Linked DNA regions of Mus musculus: region 2 is linked to region 1. The links are chromatin contacts, called in public promoter capture Hi-C maps. All regions are on one chromosome and are shown on one strand. The core of a region is the stretch at or near the end of the contact, and the rest is flanking DNA. Distances in the headings are between cores, read along the strand shown.

Region 1 (2,843 bases), core at 194-2,693:
CACACACACCAAGGGGACAGGGAGGGCCAGCCAAATGTATATGGCCTCTGACTTGATCGTATCCTGTAAGGATCCACTTTAGACTCTCCATTGTAAGGAGACAAGCAGTGACCACAGCATTCCTGCCGCACACTGTGGTATGGGCACGCCCTCCTTACCTCTTAGCACTATCCTGAAAAGAACTCCAAATTTGTTTTTTGTTTTTTTAAAGTGTCACTTTTATTTTAGAAAACATTAATATTTCCAAAATTGCTATTGCCTTCTCAACAACAGACAGGGATTTGGATACACAACGTATATTATATCCGTGAATTCACTAGTATGCATTTCTTTCTTTTTTTTAGTTACCCTTTCTTCTTCTCCTTTCTAAGCGTTACAGTACCTCCTCATACATTTGTTTACACATATACATGTATACATTACATATACATGTATATATTACATATACATATACGTGTATACATTACATATACATGTATACATTACATACACATATACATGTATATATTATATACACATATACATGTATACATTACATATACATGTATACACTATAGGCTAGGATTCACATGCGAGGAAATGTAGGGTTTCTTTCTGAAATTGGATGACCTCAGTTAGCTTTATATATTCTAAATCCATCCAAAATTTTCCTGCAAATTTTGTGATTTCATTTTTCTTTGAATCTAGAAATGAAATCACCCTCCCCCATCCTGTGTGTGTGTGTGTGTGTGTGTGTGTGTGTGTGTGAGTGTACACCAGATTTTCATTACTCATTCACCTGCTGATGGACAATTCATTTGCTCCATCTCCTCAGGACAGAGAAGATAACAGCAAGAGACAAAAAATTTGTTGTTGTTGCTTTGAGACCTGTGACCTGAGCCTCCTTGTCAACTCTCATGCTTTAAAACAACAATTTTGAAATTTCTATGAATACTCACTTATTGTGCCCTATTCTCAAAGAGCAGCAAGCCAGGGATTTCAAAGTATCGAAACTCGCTTCTTTTCCACTTAAGGTGTAATTCTAAAATGTTTCATTGTTGCATAGAAAATGTAACAGAAACTGGTCGGACAGGTATACAGTGTATGAGATGGGTCTCAGGGAGATTTCTCAGGAGGCAGGATTAGGATGGGCAGAAGGAGGGAAGTAGAATCAGGTGACACTGAGACATCTGAGGGGACTGAGATTCTCCAGGGAACGGAGGGAAACGTGGGAGTCACCTCCACACAGAGCAAAGGCAGAACTAGAAGGCTGATCTTTGGGGGTCACTGATGCTAATTAGTAAGAGAGGAGCTAAGGATGGGAAAATGTAGAGGGTGTGGTGCAGGATGGAGTTATGAAGGAGGGGTGTGGCCTTGCAGGGTAAGAGAAAGGGGCGTGGCCGAGGTGTGTACCATCCCTAGTAGTCACACAGACTAGAAGCCAAAAATACATTCTTGGCAACTAGGAACTGATGGGTAATTTTACCATGGCAACCACACTGGCACACTTCTCACTCGCAGGCTACATATGGAGAGTTCATTAGCAGAGTCCCTGACTATTCACAAAACTTTAAACTTAGAATGCCTAACATCTGAAATTAGCTGAGTCCAGCACCATTCCACCCTGAACGTGCCTGATCTCACCTGAAGCAGGCTGATCAAACACCAAAAGGCTATGCCCTACGTCAGTCAGTGAGTCAGCGACCATGTTTCCTGCACTAGTAAAACAAGGATCCTGAAGTGAGCTGAAACGACTTAAAGTGTCAGGGTGTCAGTGTGCAAGAGGTTCCATTCAGATGTCAGGGTGTCAGTGTGCAAGAGGTTCCGTTCAGATGTCAGGGTGTCAGTGTGCAAGAGGTTCCGTTCAGATGTCAGGGTGTCAGTGTGCAAGAGGTTCCGTTCAGGGTCAGGCTTCGGCAGGACAGAGGATGGAAACTGAGCGAGCAGAAGCTATTTGTCCGCCGCTCCATGCCCACCCAGTGATCTCACTGTGCAGGAATTTTCTTCCTTTCAGGAATTGAGTTTATTTCAGTTGTCTACTCTCTCTTGTGATCAGTAAAACACACTACTGGCTTTTAAAAATCTTAAGACTTATTGCATAAAGCAGAATGACTGTGAGCCAAACGGACAACGGGGAATTATGACATATCTAGCAACATCTCCCGAAGGATAAGAAATGACCTTCCTTTTCCTAAGCGTTCCCAAATTCAACTCTTACTTCATGGTTTTATTACATATCTAGGCTATTCAGTTATGTGCAAAAATGCTAGAAAAGACAATTACTCTCTTCCGAAGTGAATGTCATATATCCAAAAGTTAAGACAGGGCTGGGGATGTAGGTCAGTTGCTATTGCGCTTGTCCTGCATACAGGGAACCCACGTTCCATAAAATCAGGCATAGTAGCACACATCTCCAACCCTAAACTTGGGATGTAAAGGCAGGAGGACCAGATGCTTAAGTTCACCCTTCGCTATAGAGCTGTGGTTCTCAACCCTTCGAATGCTGTGGCCCCTTAATAGAGTTCCTTATGGTGTGGTGACCCCCAACCATAAAATTACTTTCATTGTTAGTCATAACTGTAATTCTACTGTTATGAATCATAAGTATCTGATATGCAGATGGTCTTAGATGGCTTCCGTGAAAGCGTCATTTGAACCTCAAGGGTGTCATAACCCATAGGTCGAGAACTGCTGCTATAAAGCAAGTTTGGGGCCAGCCTGGGAAACATAAGAATGAATCTAAACACACACACACACACACACACACACACACACACACACACACACACGAACACACACACAGGAACACACACTACCACCACCACCACCATAAAAGTCAGGCGAGATGATGTAAACCAAGAAGG
Region 2 (2,700 bases), core at 70-2,569, 400 kb before region 1:
GATGAAGATGTGAGGGAGAGACCAGAGTTGTGTGTCAATGAGGCCTCTCCAGCACTGGCATCAGCTAACTGCCGTACAGTTTCCCTAAAACTAGCAGCTGACAGCAGCTTTGTCCTAGTTTCCTGGGCCAGGGCCTCTCATAGAGCTGCAAGCAGTTGCGGCCTGCCTGCCTGGGAAGGACCGGCTTCCTGCCTTTTCACATGGCGGCTCATACACTAAGGTTTCAGCTCCTTACCACAGACGCTTCTGCACAGGGCACCTACTAACCATTGTGTACACGGTAAGGCAGTGCTAGAGAACACATGAGGCAGTGTCTCACTGCCTATTTACAGGCCCAGGCAACTCATCCTTTTTGCTGTGTTCTGTTTAAAACAAGTCGGGAGGCCTGCTGACTTTTTAGCAGCCTACTTCATAAACACTGACCTACATATCCGCATAAGACCCTGGCTACAGAGTGAGTTAGAAGCCAGCCTGGGTTCCATGAGACCCGGTCTCAAAAGGATGTTGATTCCCTAAGTATGGAGTGGCTGGCAGGCGAGTAGCGTGTTGCGGAGGGGTTAGTGAGCTGTGCGGGAGGAAGTGGTTCCGTGAGGTCTCTCAGACTAGGATGCTTAGAATAGGCGCATGCGATGCAAATGCTGTCTCCACTTCTGAAAATAAAGCCCCTTGTGACAAGCTTCTAGGTGCAGCCATACTGAAGTATTCTAGTTTCCCCTTTGATGTCTCTTGGTGTGCTTTGTTATAATAGTCATTACAATGAGATGGAGTATGACTGCCACCAAGATGTAGGCAGCTCCCCCTCTTAGAATTGGCCTGTTCCCACGTAAGCTTAATGAATTGGTCAGGATCTAGCCGTGAGCTCAGGGCTGTACACTGCTGCCTGCACCACCACCACGTTTCCTGACCTCTGCTCTCCCTTTCCTTGGAAATTCTTACTGGATTCATCTAGCTGCATTTCCCTTCCTGGGTCTCCAAGTGATCTCAGGCTCTCTGTACTGACATTCTTAGGTATCCACTAAACCAGCAGTTAGTCTCCTGAGTCTGAAACTGCTTTGGCTTAGGCTAATCCAGCTTTGAACTAAAGAAAACTTAAGTTTAATCATCAAGGGACTTCTTGTTTCAAGATGGGGTCAGTGTAGCTCTGGCTGGCCAAGAACTTGCTATGTAGATCATGCTGGCTCTAGATTCTGAAATCTGCCGCCTGCCTTTGCTCCAGGACTGAGATTTCACAATATTCACCTCCAGGAATGCTCCTTATCTGTCTTATGTGTGTCTGTGCGGAGTCACAGGCAGCTGTGAACTGCTGATAGGAGTTCTGGGGAGCAGCCTGGGTGTCCTCTGCAGGAGCAGTCACACTCCTACCGCTGAGCTCTCTCGAGGCCCCAGGAGTCTTTAACGTTGTTACAGGAACACTGCACAGATTGCTGTTAAAGCAGTAAAGTTGGGGAGGAGCATGCTCTCTGTGCTGTGTACAGTTGAAATGGAGAGAGGATCTTAAAAGATGAGCACACCAGAGGCCAAGACTAAGCAGTGGACAAAGACCACAAAGGACCGCAGTGCCACCCTGACATTTATAGGTTAGAAGCTACAATGTGATTCTATCAACCGCTGTGTTCTGTGTGTTGACCCTAATTGGTAAAGCAGTTAAATGCTCTGTGCCAAACCCTGAATATGACCTGCTATGATGCTACATACTGGAAATCTGGATGCTACACCATGGAATCCCTGCCTAGACTGCTGCTCATACTGGCCAAACCTGCACTCACTAACTATAAATGTTCCGACTTTACAGCTTTCAGAAGTGCACAGGTTCTAAGAAGGTAGATAGCTACACTCACATCCAGGTTTAAAGTCAGATGCTATTTGGTGCAACTCCCATCCATACCCCACTCCAGCTTATCCAAGGCGTCATAACCGAGAACCTTTGCCAGTTCAGCTAGTGATGGTGCCATCTAGTGGTGAGTTTCTGTTACAGGTACTACATGTTTGAGTAAAAAGCCTTATTAGCTTAGCCCCTGTGCCAAATCAGTCTTTTTTTTTTTTTTTTTTTTTTTTTAAGATCATATTAAAGGCAGGTTTATTGGGAATTGAGGCCAGGAGGAGTTGCCATTGGGAGGGATGGGGGACAGAGAAAGAGAGAAAGGGTATGAGCATAGAGAAAAGAGAGAGAGGAAAAGTGCCAAATCAGTCTTTGTCATGCTTAATAAAGTTTCTTGTTCCCGTAACAAAATGCTATTTCTTAAACATCCATCAGTCATGGATTAGTATGCAGGGTTTCTTTTTAAACTGCAATACAAAGGGACCAAGAAATAAAACTGACCTGGTAGTTTAGTTTGCCATCAAGCATGAAGCCTCAAGTTCAGTAGCCAGCACTGATTTCATGTGGTGGCCCATGGAATACCAGCATTCCTGGAGGTGGTAGCAAGAAGACTTAAGGCCACCCTAGGTTACATGAGACCCCATCTCAAAATAAGCGGGTGCGGAGATGGCTTGATTAGGAGTGTGTCCTGTACAGAGTTAAGATCCCAGCATCTGCCGGGCAGTGGTGCTGCACGCCTTTAATCCCAGCACTCAGGAGGCAGGCAAAGTTTGAGTCCAGCCTGGTATACAGAGGGAGCTCCAGGGAAGCCAGGGCTGTACAGAGAAACTCTCTCAAAAGAACAGATCGGGGCTGGGTATGGTGGCGCACGCCTTTAATCC

The links. Capture Hi-C pulls out chosen DNA fragments and counts their contacts.
Region 2: a contact with region 1 is called in a promoter capture Hi-C map of adipose tissue. The contact joins two enhancer-like sites. A contact is called at or near these places in 4 of 15 datasets of contacts at CTCF or cohesin (the NIH/3T3 cell line, embryonic stem cells, large pre-B cells and 1 more), 5 of 484 Hi-C or Micro-C datasets (all in embryonic stem cells), 11 of 115 datasets of contacts at active chromatin or transcription factors (craniofacial prominence, embryonic basal ganglia, embryonic forebrain and 8 more) and 2 of 9 other capture datasets (adipose tissue and liver).

The regions. Positions count from the first base shown.
Region 1 is chr10:4,001,456-4,004,298 of GRCm38.p6, reverse strand. All of the region lies in intron 7 of Mthfd1l (methylenetetrahydrofolate dehydrogenase (NADP+ dependent) 1-like), which reads right to left. Among named protein-coding and RNA genes, the nearest start is that of Mthfd1l, 30 kb to the right of the region's middle. Within about 2 kb of position 1,443, at least 16 of the 459 cell types and tissues checked have an H3K27ac peak or open chromatin away from gene starts, as enhancers often do. A contact at or near this core is called in adipose tissue, where this site is marked.
Region 2 is chr10:4,404,325-4,407,024 of GRCm38.p6, reverse strand. All of the region lies in intron 11 of Rmnd1 (required for meiotic nuclear division 1 homolog), which reads left to right. Among named protein-coding and RNA genes, the nearest start is that of Zbtb2, 18 kb to the right of the region's middle. Within about 2 kb of position 1,319, at least 34 of the 459 cell types and tissues checked have an H3K27ac peak or open chromatin away from gene starts, as enhancers often do. A contact at or near this core is called in adipose tissue, where this site is marked.